3 separate regions of the Mus musculus genome follow, and all the other regions are linked to region 1. Evidence: chromatin contacts called from public Hi-C data. All regions are on one chromosome and are shown on one strand. Each heading gives the region's core, a stretch centred on a gene start, on an enhancer-like site or on the middle of the called end of the contact. The rest is flanking DNA. Distances are from core to core; before and after follow the strand shown. Region 1 has its middle 38 kb from the start of 4930526H09Rik. Region 2 has its middle 27 kb from the start of Gm33045. Region 3 overlaps Gm33045 (predicted gene, 33045).

Region 1 (4,003 bases), core at 468-2,967:
TTTATGATCTCTAATTTCCTTCCAAGTTTAACAGTCAGCCTGAAATCCAGAGTTCTCATAAGATGAAGGATCTGTGTGAATGACTATCAAGGGAAACATGATGATCAAGACAGATGGGGTGGGGGAGATGGAGTTCTGTTCGATAATGTCACTGCTCCTCTGTAAGAAGGGAAGTCCCCTTTCTGTGCCAATGTGACTTGAAGTCACTAACCATGATCAGGTATGCCAGAAATAGTTTTCTAAAACTATCATGAAGTTGAGATCTGACCCCACAGCAGGAGTATGGGTTCAGGAAGGCAAGCTTGTAAATATTTTTGTCAAATCCTTGTGTCTTCTTGTGAGTCAAAAGGGTAACATTAATGATTCAGCAAGATTGCTCAATTTGGAGGCCTTAATGTAAGCTTCGAACACTTGAGAGGATGGAGCATAGGGAGGAAGTGTTGCCACCTCGGATGAGTCTTGAGTTATTTATAAATATTGTGTCAATTAATTTTAAATTGGCCATATTTAATTTGGGGCTGAAAATAGACCGGACTTCCTCCTTAGATTGCTCATATGATTCCAAAGAGTTCAGAAGGATTTTTAAAATATTTTTTCCTTTGTAACTCCTGTCTATTAGTTGTATCAAACAGTGAGACTCATCATGACATTGACACATGTATGATATTTATCTTATTATATTCATACTTCCACTACTATCTTTTCTTCCTCAAATAATATTTTCCTTTTCTCCATGAAATAACATTTTATTAATTTTTTTTGTTTTTTGTTTTTTTGAGACAGGGTCTCTCTGTGTAGCCCTGGCTGTCCTGGAACTCACTTTGTAGACCAGGCTGGCCTCGAACTCAGAAATCTGCCTGCCTCTGCCTCCTGAGTGTTGGGATTAAAGGTGTGCGCCATCACACCTAATTATGTGAGAATTTTGTACACTATATTTGGCCAACTCTTCACAGATCCACCCAATTTCATCAACTCTCCTCTCTCTCTTTAACTCATTGAGTCTATTTTGCTTTGTCCACATATCCTTGGGGCTGTCCTGGAACATGGTCCATCTAATCGGGGTCATTGTCTTAACTCTACTTTATTGGGGTATTAAGATATTTTTCGTGTATTGATTATTAGTGAAACATTGAAAAATACCTTTTGATCCTTGACGGCAAGCCAAAGACTTTTAGATGTTTACCTTAAGAAACTTATTTTTTGTATTTCTTTTTCTTTATTAGATATTTTCTTCATTTACATTTCAAATGCTACCCCCTTTCCTAGTTTCCTCTTTGAAAGTCCCCTATACCCTCCCCCTGCCCTGCTACCCAACCCACTCACTCCCCCTTCCTAGCCCTGGCATTCCCCTGTACTGGGGCATATGATCTTTGCAAGACCAAGGGCCTCTCCTCCCATTGATAGCCACCTAGGCCATCCTCTGCTACATATGCAACTAGAGTCACAAGCTCTAGGGGTACTGGTTAGTTCATATTGTTGTTCCTCCTATTGAGTTGCAGACCCCTTTAGCTCCTTGGGTACTTTCAACTTGAGCTTTACAAGTTATTTCTTATTTGTGATAGTGGTCATAAGCATACAAGTGGACTACTGAGGAAAAGGATTACTAAGTCTGGATGAATCACTGCCACCCATGACTTGAACTCTATGACTTCTCCCTCTCTGAGGTCAAGAGATCCTGCAGAGAGGAGGCTCATGCTTAAAATAGCTCTAGGGAGGCAAGCTGGTGACTGATGGAGCCTTACGTCTGCTTTATTTTTAGCTTGCCCTTTATGCTGTGTCAGTAGTAATCACTGGGACAGACAGATGTGATATTAATGACATATTACATTTTGGTAAGTGAAATTTGGCCAAAAGAAAACTAGATTTAAGGTGGCCAATGATGTATTGGATAGTTTAAACTACTCAGAAGGAGGGATGTTTAATGCTCCTATCACACAGCCACAATAAAGAGAGCAGGTACACTAATCATTTCAAATGGTGTACGTGTGTGTGTTTGTGTGTGTGTAATGTTCACATATCACATTGTTTCACATAAATATGTACAATCATGTGACAATTAGAAATAAGAAAAAAAAAACAGTGGATGAATATATAACTGGTTAAAGCACAAAAAATACCAGGTAATGGTGACAAGAAATGGACTTTCCTTTCAATTATGTTACATGGAGAAAATTACTCAAGATATGTAAATTTCAGGCTCTCTATAATTTAAAAAGGCTAATATAAATAAGATATGGAGGACAAAAATGTATTTAACTTGGTTAAATGTAGTATTCTTGTTGTCTGTTTGCTTGTTTACTTTTAAATTATTGGCAGGAGTTGGAAAGTCAAAAGGGGTTTCTGAAGGGAATAGGAGGGCTATGTTTAGTTGACAAAGTTTGTTCTCAAATTCACATAGATTTACAGACACAGAAGCTTCCTGGTAATAGTTAAACTCTATTAAAAAAAATCTATTTTAAGACTTGCTTACATGTCATTCTCCATGCTTACTACAATTAATAGTTTTAACACACACACACACACACACACACACACACACACACACAGAGAGAGAGAGAGAGAGAGAGACAGAGAGAGACAGAGAGAGACAGAGAGAGACAGAGAGACAGAGAGACAGACAGAGACAGACAGAGACAGAGACAGAGACAGAGAGAGGTGGGGAAGAAGGAGAGAGGGAGAGAGAGAGAGGGAGGGGAAGGGGGAGGGGGAGGGGGAGGGGGAGGGAGAGAGAGAATGAGAATGAATTACCTCTGTGTGGCAAGAGTAACTAAGATTCACTGTTTGGAGCATCCTCTGTAGACTAACCAAAACTATGTGAACACTTAACTCTTAGTGCAGTGTTCTAAAGCAGGCCTTTTAGTATCTCATACTTAGAGAATAATTTCAGAGAAAAGAAAGATATGAAGTTCAAATCCTGGTAGCAAGATTCAGTCTCACAGAACTGACTTTAGATGTACCACGGGGGTGGGGGGTGGGCAGGGAACTTGTAGTTTCTATCTTAATGCTGTGGTGTGGTCAGTCTTGTCTCAGTTTTATGGTGAAGTGATAGGCAGGGCTGCTGTGAAGAACTTGGCAGTGTTCAGTTCTCAGCTATAAACTTGTGAGCAATATCATTCTCTCTACCCCCCAGGGAACGTTATAGACGAAGGGGCTGGGGGATGCTGTGAAACCCTGCCAGCAGATATTACCTGGCTATTGCAATCATGAACATGAAGTAGCTACGGTCAGCACAAGGCCTGAATAGGGTTGAGCCTTTTACCATTACACAGTGGCTGGAGGAGGAACCCACGAGACCACCACCCCTTCTTGAGGAGCTATTGAAATGTTCTTCTCACTTTCTTCTGTGTTGTGGCTAATGATACTGCGCATGCTCTGGGAAACAACCAAGTGCTGTGCTCATTTAAGGAACCCTGATTAAACTCCACAGGGGGAAAAGATATGAATGAGGACGGGGGCTCCATAGAAAGAAGAGAAACTTCTGTTGAAGACTGATGAGAGTTAGAGAAGCTAGTGGTGGTAGGTGTGTTAATAATACATTGGATACGAGATTGTGAAAAATAAAGGAGAAAGATGTGAGTATGAGTGAAATACCACCCACCCATCACTCACCAAGCTCCAAGGGGCTAAAAAGACTCATTCTCTTATAATTGTCTCCAAGTCACTGCAGAAATCTCTGTATATAAGCCAACCTTCCTATAATAGGATCTATATAAAGGACAAATCGGCTCTCAGGGTCTTATAGCTCCAATCGAGCACCCACTAGACACAATATCCTCACCCCCTAAATATTATTGGTGGGAATTAAAATCATAACAATCCAACGAAAATCCCTGGTATCACAAATGAGATAAACTTTTCCTGTTCTTCATAATCTCTTGAATATGTTTTGACTACCTGAAAGAATATTTCTTTACATTTGAAATCCATTCGACTGGGAGGCAGCTCATGCTCACTTGACCGGCTCACACATAATGTTCTAAACCATTATTTAATTTTAAATCTT
Region 2 (4,003 bases), core at 929-3,428, 340 kb after region 1:
AGACTGCGAAATCAGGCCACTGTTGAAAGACAACAAGAGATGAGACGTCTTTGAGGAGGGAAGAGTCAATTGAAGCACAGGGATGGTTTTAGCATAAGTGAATATTTGCAAACATAAGAATAAGCAAGGGAATCATTTGAAATGAAGCTGTCAAAGTGGCAAAGGACCATCTTATGCCAAGGAGTGTGGGTCCTTTACTGGGCACAGCAGGCAGCCGCTGAAGGGTTCTAAGGAAGTGTCACAATCAAATCAGTCATTTAGAAACTCGGTTGTTTAGGGAAGATACATTGTTCTGAGGAAATTATGGGGATAGGATAAGAGATGAGACCATTGTGGGGGGGGGAAGACAGGAAAAAGAACTGATTGGTTTGGCAATATCAGCACTACGTGATTGTGCGTACAGTCGAGGACTATATAATGCTTATATGGGTGACAGGAAAGCTTGCCCATGTCTTCTGAGAAGCAGGTCTGCACTAGTAGAGGGAACGTTTCAATTCTGCACACAGTTGAAGCATAGCCCTGAGTCCAGCTGTATGGGAAGTGCTGCGCGGGATCTGATGATTTAGCCACTATATATGTTTCTAGAAACTTGGGCTTTGAGAAAAAAAGACAAAATGATGTTCTTTCTTCTTTATTTGCCTATTCAGAACTTGGCTTGTCTGCTAGGTAAACAAATCTCAGGTTAAAGGTGACTGAAGTTCAGCTTAGCATTTTCTCCTTCATGCACATTTTAGTTTTCCTGTCTGTGCCTGAGACTGTGCCAAGTAACTGATTGTCACATAAACGACAGTGGCTCCATACACAAGCCATGAGTCATACCGGGATTAACTGGACTTACCCGCGACCTAAAGCATACTGACGCAACTCTAGAACTATTTCACACATGCTAGCACTTCAGGGAATTCCATGGCTTATTAATAATTTATAAGACTACTAAAATGTAGATATTGACTGACATAATTCTGTCTTCTAAAGTAAGATATATATATATATATATATATACACACACACACACACACACAAACACACACACACATATATATGTATATATAAACCTGGCTCGGCAGAGTCTTTAGTGTACGTTATATAATTGGAAATTACTAAATAAGCAGATTATGAGCCCCTTTTCTGCATCAAATCCTACACTCATCTCCCCTACCCACAATGTATGTATCTAATACACACACACACACACACACACACACACACACACACACACACACTCACATACACACACACACACATACACACACACACATACACACACACATTAATGCACACATGCACAAGTGCCCCCACACATATGCATATACATGTGCACGAGAGTACATATGTCTCAGTGTGTGTGTGTGTGTGTGTGTGTGTGTGTGAACTCCATTTATCTGAAGATCTCTACCCAAAGCATTCCAAAATGAGATTCTGGAGCCTTTCTTTTTTATTTTTAATTTATTCTAAGCCTTCTTTCTGATCATTGGCTGAGCCATGATTCACTCTCAGACCTGCCTGTCTCCAGAACCCAATGTTTCATCTTCCACATTCGAGTGTGTTCTACTAAAATTGTGCTGGATCAGTGCTACTCAAAGCTGCCAGTTCATAAACTGTTAGCGATCCCCCAGGAGATAAAAGAATGTCTTCCAGAATATAAATGAACACCTTACTTCCTTTAAGGGAAAGTAATGTTATTATTAAAAAATAAAATCGTGCCAGTTGTAGTTGGCTCCTATTCTGTCGAGTGTCTAATTACTTTGCTTCAGGCCAGCTGCACATTGGTAAGAGACACAAGTCCAGTGCACACATGACTGGCGGTGCACTGAGTCATCCTACGACTGCCAAATTCACCTGACTAGGCTGTCCCAAGGAAGCTGTGAACGAAGATGCCAAGAGCCCATAAACACATCACAGCCGACAAATGTCACTGAGGAAGAAGCAAGTTTGAGTGCATTTGAAAATTTTGAATCGGATTGCTTGAGTCTTCGCTTCTCTCATCTAAAACTTGAATTCCAGTGAGAATGGCAATCACCCTAGCAAGAACAAATGCGTGGAGTATGTGGAGAAAAGAGAGAACCCTAATACATTTTCAATGGGAATGAAAGTATTAGTCCATTCACTGTGGGAATGAGTATGTAGGTTCCTTAAAACACTAAAAATAGAACCATTGTATGATACAGCTAGACTACTCGTGCATGTATGACTCAAGGAGTCAGAGGCCACGTACACTAAAGACTCCGCCGAGCCAGGTTTCTAACAGCACAATCGCAGCAGCTAGGTCTGGGTGTCCCTCGGTAGCTGAATGGATAAAGACAACGTAGCGTATATACACAGTGGTATATTATGCAGTTGCAAAGAAAAAATGAAATCACTTTGTTTCTATAAAAAATGTGTGGTTCTATCTCCAGGCTAAGCCTTATTCCAAAAATCCAGAGATCACACATTTTCTCCCATTTGTAGAATCTCCATTTGGAAACCAGACAGGAAGGTAAAAGGTGACTGGCCTGCATCCATTCTGCTGCTCTGAGGAAACTCTGAGCAAAAGCAGCTTAGGAAGGAAAGATTGGGGTTTTTGTTTTGTTTTGTTTCGTTTCTGTGTTTGTGTTTTTTGCTTACACCCCCAGATCACAATGTATCAGTGAGGAAAGTCATGGCAGGAGCTGTAAACAGAAGCCTTGATGGAATGCTGAGGGTGGGCTGCCTTTTGGCTCAATGCCAGACTCAGTCTCAGGTGGCTTTCTTATGCAGGCCAGACTTGCTTCCTTAGAGAAGTAGTAAGAGAGACCAGAGAGGCTAATGATAGGTAAATATTGTCAGCATAGTTTGTGCATATCTATGAAAATGTCACCTTGGGAGCCATTATTTTGTAATTACACCAATACAGGAATTGAAGTAAATTCACCATACTAGAATTCCTGCTCAGGGGGCGGGACTTCGATGTGGTCATGGAAATGTGTTTTCCATATATACTAATTTTTTAACTCATAAGTAGGGCTTCTTTAACTAGCCTTTAAAAATACTGTCTTTAATTGATAGTAAAGTATGCTATATGTTCATATCATACTCTAAAATATGATAATTTATTTTCACTTTCTTTTGGATGAAAATTGGAACTCACCCTGGAGTTGGGGGAGGGGGTGTAGTACAATTCACGATTTTTTACTGTTTAGTAAACTGAAGTTCTGTGAGCTAGCAGACTAGATGCATGGACTTAGAGCTTCAGGCCTTGGTTAAATCTTGGCTCTACACCTTGCTGAATTAGTGTGATGTGTAGTGAGTTATTCAATGTCTTTTGCTTAGTTTCCCCTTCGGTGACATGATGGTGTTATAGCACAATTCTAGGGGTTTTTGATGATCGAGTTAAATTATAGAAGATGGTTTGGACACCCATCAGAACATGGAAATGACATGCATGTCAGAAGTGACATACAGATTTCTAGACTGTGTTTAGTATCCATATTACATAAGGGTCCCTATGACCTCTTGCCTCTCCCTGCAAATGGTGTCAACAGGGCGTTGGGCTGGAGAGAAAACAGTGCTCTTGCAGAAGCATGTTCTTGCATGTTTTTGCATGTGTGGTCACTGATACATTTTACATACAAAGGATCTGATACGTTCTCTGTAATTAACAATTTAGAGGATAACCATGCTCTTGGAGGCGATTGATTTAGTAAGTCATGAGATCCAGCGCCATGGGAAGACTGTGCAAGAAACCTATTTATTCCTCTTTATGCAAAAGGAAGTGAGAGCCAAGAAGTCACAGCGTGCATCGAGCGGGCAGAGGCTGGTGATAGGGATCAAGGGTGAGTTTCAGACATGACTTAGCATTGCCCTGTGTGGAATGACACAGGAATGTGCTGACTCCTGTCAGGTAAGCTGGTACTCAGCCTGGGCTCTCACAGCAAGCCGAAGAACGGAAGTAAAAGCTAAAAGCTGGAGACACCTAAGCGGTGCTGACTGCTTTCCTCTGGGCACGAAGGACAGGTTCTAATAAACTAAAGGTAGAGAAATGCTA
Region 3 (4,003 bases), core at 679-3,178, 310 kb after region 1:
CTGCTGCTATGTCCAATACAGCAAATATGGACAGATTAAAGCAACTCAAATGCATTATTTTACAATTCTACCGTGAATTATTTGTTCAGTACACTCTTATTGAATAGAAACCAAATTATGCTAGTTTCATCATGAATGGAAGCAATTTCTTTTTCTTTTTAGTTCTACAGGCTGCTTGCATTCATTGACTCGAGAACCTTTCCTTCTTCGGTCAGCCATCTTAATTTGCCATCTAGCTGGTTCTCCCTGCATGCATTCTTCTTTGACACTCCAGGACCCCGTGACTCTGTGGAGTCTCACCAGATAGTCTAGTACAGACTCCTTAATTTAGGTCAATGAATTGACAAAGTTAATTTCATCTCCAACCTTCAAGTTTAAATTGTATCATTTGTAATATCCAAGGGTGTTACCTCTGGAAGTACAATAGAACCAAAGATTTAGAGGAGGTTGCTGAGAAACTAAACCTGAATACCTATCCATGGAGTCTCTACAAAGGAGCTTTTGGATGTCCTTACTCACTTGGTGAAGAAATTTATTTAAATGAGATTCCTTTAGTGGAATTCTAAACAGGTCACATCACAGACTGAATGCTTCTACTAGACATAGCTACTATGTCCACTTGGAATGTCTACATTTTAACCTCCCCTAACGGAATTCTACATTTAATTTTAAAATTAGCTTAAATTCTTCTTGGCCCAGGGAGTGGTACTTTTAGGAGGTGTGGCCTTGTTAGAATAGATGTGGCCTTTTAGGAAGAAGTGTGTCACTTTGGACATAGGCTTTGAGACCCTTCTCCTAACACCCTGAAAGCCAGTCTTCTGGAGGCCTTCTAATCCAGATACAGAACTCACAGCTCCTTGTGCACCATGTCTGCCTGGATGATGCCATGTTTCCTGCTCCGATGATAATGGACTGAACCTCTGAACCTGTAACCAGACACAATTAAATGCTGTTTTTGTAAGACTGGCCTTCCTTGTTCATGGTGTTTGTTCACAACAGTAAAAAATCAAACTAAGCCAACTCTGAAACATTTTTTATTTTAGCTCCAAAGGGTTCTCTCTTTTTCAAATGTATATCAGATATACACACCATCTTCATCTTCATCATTACTGATTTTACTTATAGCTACTCTATCCCATCCCTTCACACCATTTAGTCATAATTACCATGGTCTTCAGTAATACTTTCCCTGCTCAGTGAGTGTCATTTTCCTTCCCACTCATTTTCATTCCCACTTTGTCTCAGAGGAGTTATCAGCATTCCCAGTTTTCAGATGATGAAATGTGAAATCAAGAGATGAAATTTGGGATTCTGACTCAATCAGCCTGAAAGTGGGAGAGTAAAGTTGAATTCCAAATCTGTCTGACATAAGGCCGATGTTTGTGGACTATTTTTTTTAATATCTCTCCAGAGGACAGCTCATCATTGAATTATAAGCCCCTCTAAAAAGAAGACTGTCTCATCATTTTTCTGAAATCCCCAGGGCAACCCCCACAGAGTTAACCATATGGCAGGGGCCCTGTACACTCATGGGAGGGTCACAAATGTGGGCTGCAAGCAGAAGGGTGCCATTAACACTGTCGATTGCTTCAGCTCTGATTTCTTTTGCTAATGAAGAGATAATGCATCAAGTTAAAGAGGTTCAACCCTTCAAAGGGTTTTTATTGTGTGCCTGTAAAGGATGCTTGGTAGCGTAGGAGAAATGTGGGAATCCCCTTTTCAATTTTTGGAAAGATGACAATATGGCCTCAGCTGGGAAGTCAGCTAGCAAAAACATTGTAGCCAGGAGACTATCAGTTCTTCTAACCACAGAATTTACATAGTTTTGTCATCCAAACAGTTGTCACTAAAACAATCCCAAATAACACCACTCAAAGGAGTGGTGGTGGTGATGTGTTGCTCTCCATGGGCAGGCTTCCTGCTCCCAGAGAGCCCTTTAGGGAAGTTAAGAGCCATTCACAGAGCCCCACCCCAAGATGAAATTCCAGAGCACTTACACTTGTGCCTAATGATAATAATTACGGACCGAAAGGGCTCTTCAATGCTGACAGATGATGCATTTTATTAGCTATGCAGCAAGGTACCATTTCTTTTACCAGAAAGAACATCTCCTAGCTTGAATTACCCAGAGTCTGTTTCTGACCCAGGGGAATATAGATGAAGCTTATCACTTAGATAGTCATGGGCTTCTGTGTTTTCTAAGCCCTCCTTGCGTCTGTGCAGACTGTGGAAGAGGAGCACGTTCATGGGGGTTTTGAATAGCTACTACTACATAAGGTGAGCCATCCGTGTTTGGGCTTGAAGCAGATGAAATGGCATGGAGGGAAAGGGCTGTTACTCTCAAGTAGGCCTCCAGCCAAGATAAGGCTACAGAAACTGGCACAATGAGCAGAGGCACCTGGGGAGGCTTACTGCTCCTGCTTATACATCTTGCTTTGTTTCTGTCCACAGTTCCCAGCCCAGAGCAGGTGTTTGTGGGTTGGATAACCAAGTCTTTCAGCTCACTGGCCCTGGGTTCTCGTTCAGAGCAGACACACTGCTCATGGCAGAATTAAACAGAGCTTTAAAGTTGACACAGCCTTTAGAGTAGCTATTAGTAAACTCCAGTCTTTACCCATATCACTGTATTCATGTGCTCCCTTGAGTCCAGCACTCTGGGTGAAGAATTGAAATTATCATGCACCATGCCCTCAGTACTCTGCTCTAGCTAGATTGCCAGTTAGGACCTCAAGCTTTCCAACCCACATAGCTTCACACGTTGTGCCAGACAAGGAAAGGGTGACTAAAATGGTCATCACTCATCATTGAGACAGGCAGGGCCTGGGAGCCATCTCTCTCGTTGCTTCATTTCCATACATGTCCTATGCAAAAGCAGTGCCTTCTGTTGGCTCCCTTAAGTCACATGACAAATATTTTCTGAGGAAACCATCAGTGAAAAGACCTAGAAACACTGGAATTCTGATTCAAGTCCCTCCACAGTGGGGTCAATTGCTAATGTACAATGTACATCTGATTCTCCATACTGGCTCCGTACTGGCCGAACCACCATTGATAAATATGACACCCCAAATTCTGATCCTGTCAGCACAAGATCTCAGAAGTCGATTTGAACAAACTATAGAATTTTTCAGTTAAGTGGGCATTGGTAGCAAATAATCCCCTCACTGGGATGGTTTGTTTCTTGTTTGTGGTACATGTGCTTTGAAACAGACCAGTGTTATGTACTGGGGAAGAGGAATCATCCAAGCTATGCAGATAGACAGGGGCTCTATTATCTGAAGACACTCCTCTCTCTCTCTCTCTCTCTCTCTCTGTGTGCCAATTTTTTAGACTTGAAAGAGCAGGGAGGAAAAAAACACTGGAAATTTGATTATGAATTTCTTATTGCTAGAACTCCTCCCACGGTGGCAGCTGAGCTGTGGGGCACCGGCTCAGCTAGGAGCAGAGCAGAAATACTTCTGCAAAGACACTGACCTTCTCCAGCAAGACTCTTTCTCATGAGGCACTTGGAGACATCTTCATCATCTGAAGTGCTTGATGCGTTATATGGGGAGTTTTCTTCAGAAAGGAAGGTCTTTAGAGCAGGCTAACAGGGAGGAATGAGGGAGCCAAGAGAGTATGTATGCCTTGCCTTTGGAAGCCACTTAGATTACATCTCGGGGCATCCTCTCCTGCCCAGGGTTCAGTGTGTGCATCTGAAAAAAATGAGATGAATGTGAAATAGCAGTGATGTGGTGTCCTAGTAAGCACTTATTTACAGCACTGGTTTCCTGCTTATATAAAGGGGTTTTATAACCCAAAACCTAGGATACCCAAGATATAAGATACAATTTGCTAAACACATGAAACTCAAGAAGAATGAAGACTGAAGTGTGGACACTAAGCCCCTCCTTAGAATTGGGAACAAAACACCCATGGAAGGAGTTACACAGACAAAGTTTGGAGCTGAGACGAAAGGATGGACCATCTAGAGACTGCCATATCCAGGGATCCACCCATAATC

What was found. Hi-C and Micro-C count contacts between places; a contact is called where the count stands out from the background.
Region 2: a Hi-C map of bone marrow-derived macrophages shows a contact between it and region 1, with 26 read pairs. The contact joins two enhancer-like sites. A contact is called at or near these places in 2 of 484 Hi-C or Micro-C datasets (bone marrow-derived macrophages and peritoneal macrophages) and 1 of 115 datasets of contacts at active chromatin or transcription factors (the NIH/3T3 cell line).
Region 3: a contact with region 1 is called in a Hi-C map of adipose-derived mesenchymal stem cells, with 2.5 times the contacts expected there. The contact joins two enhancer-like sites. A contact is called at or near these places in 1 of 15 datasets of contacts at CTCF or cohesin (the NIH/3T3 cell line), 2 of 484 Hi-C or Micro-C datasets (adipose-derived mesenchymal stem cells and bone marrow-derived macrophages) and 4 of 115 datasets of contacts at active chromatin or transcription factors (SST interneurons, embryonic basal ganglia, fibro-adipogenic progenitors and 1 more).

The regions. Positions count from the first base shown.
Region 1 is chr13:110,939,490-110,943,492 of GRCm38.p6, reverse strand. No RefSeq gene overlaps it. Among named protein-coding and RNA genes, the nearest start is that of 4930526H09Rik, 38 kb to the right of the region's middle. Within about 2 kb of position 1,717, at least 33 of the 459 cell types and tissues checked have an H3K27ac peak or open chromatin away from gene starts, as enhancers often do. A contact at or near this core is called in adipose-derived mesenchymal stem cells and bone marrow-derived macrophages, where this site is marked.
Region 2 is chr13:110,598,351-110,602,353 of GRCm38.p6, reverse strand. No RefSeq gene overlaps it. Among named protein-coding and RNA genes, the nearest start is that of Gm33045, 27 kb to the left of the region's middle. Within about 2 kb of position 2,178, at least 34 of the 459 cell types and tissues checked have an H3K27ac peak or open chromatin away from gene starts, as enhancers often do. A contact at or near this core is called in bone marrow-derived macrophages, where this site is marked.
Region 3 is chr13:110,631,391-110,635,393 of GRCm38.p6, reverse strand. It overlaps Gm33045 (predicted gene, 33045), which reads right to left. Exons shown (of 6, transcript NR_167735.1): 4 at 3,475-3,695. Among named protein-coding and RNA genes, the nearest start is that of Gm33045, 6.1 kb to the right of the region's middle. Within about 2 kb of position 1,928, at least 24 of the 459 cell types and tissues checked have an H3K27ac peak or open chromatin away from gene starts, as enhancers often do. A contact at or near this core is called in adipose-derived mesenchymal stem cells, where this site is marked.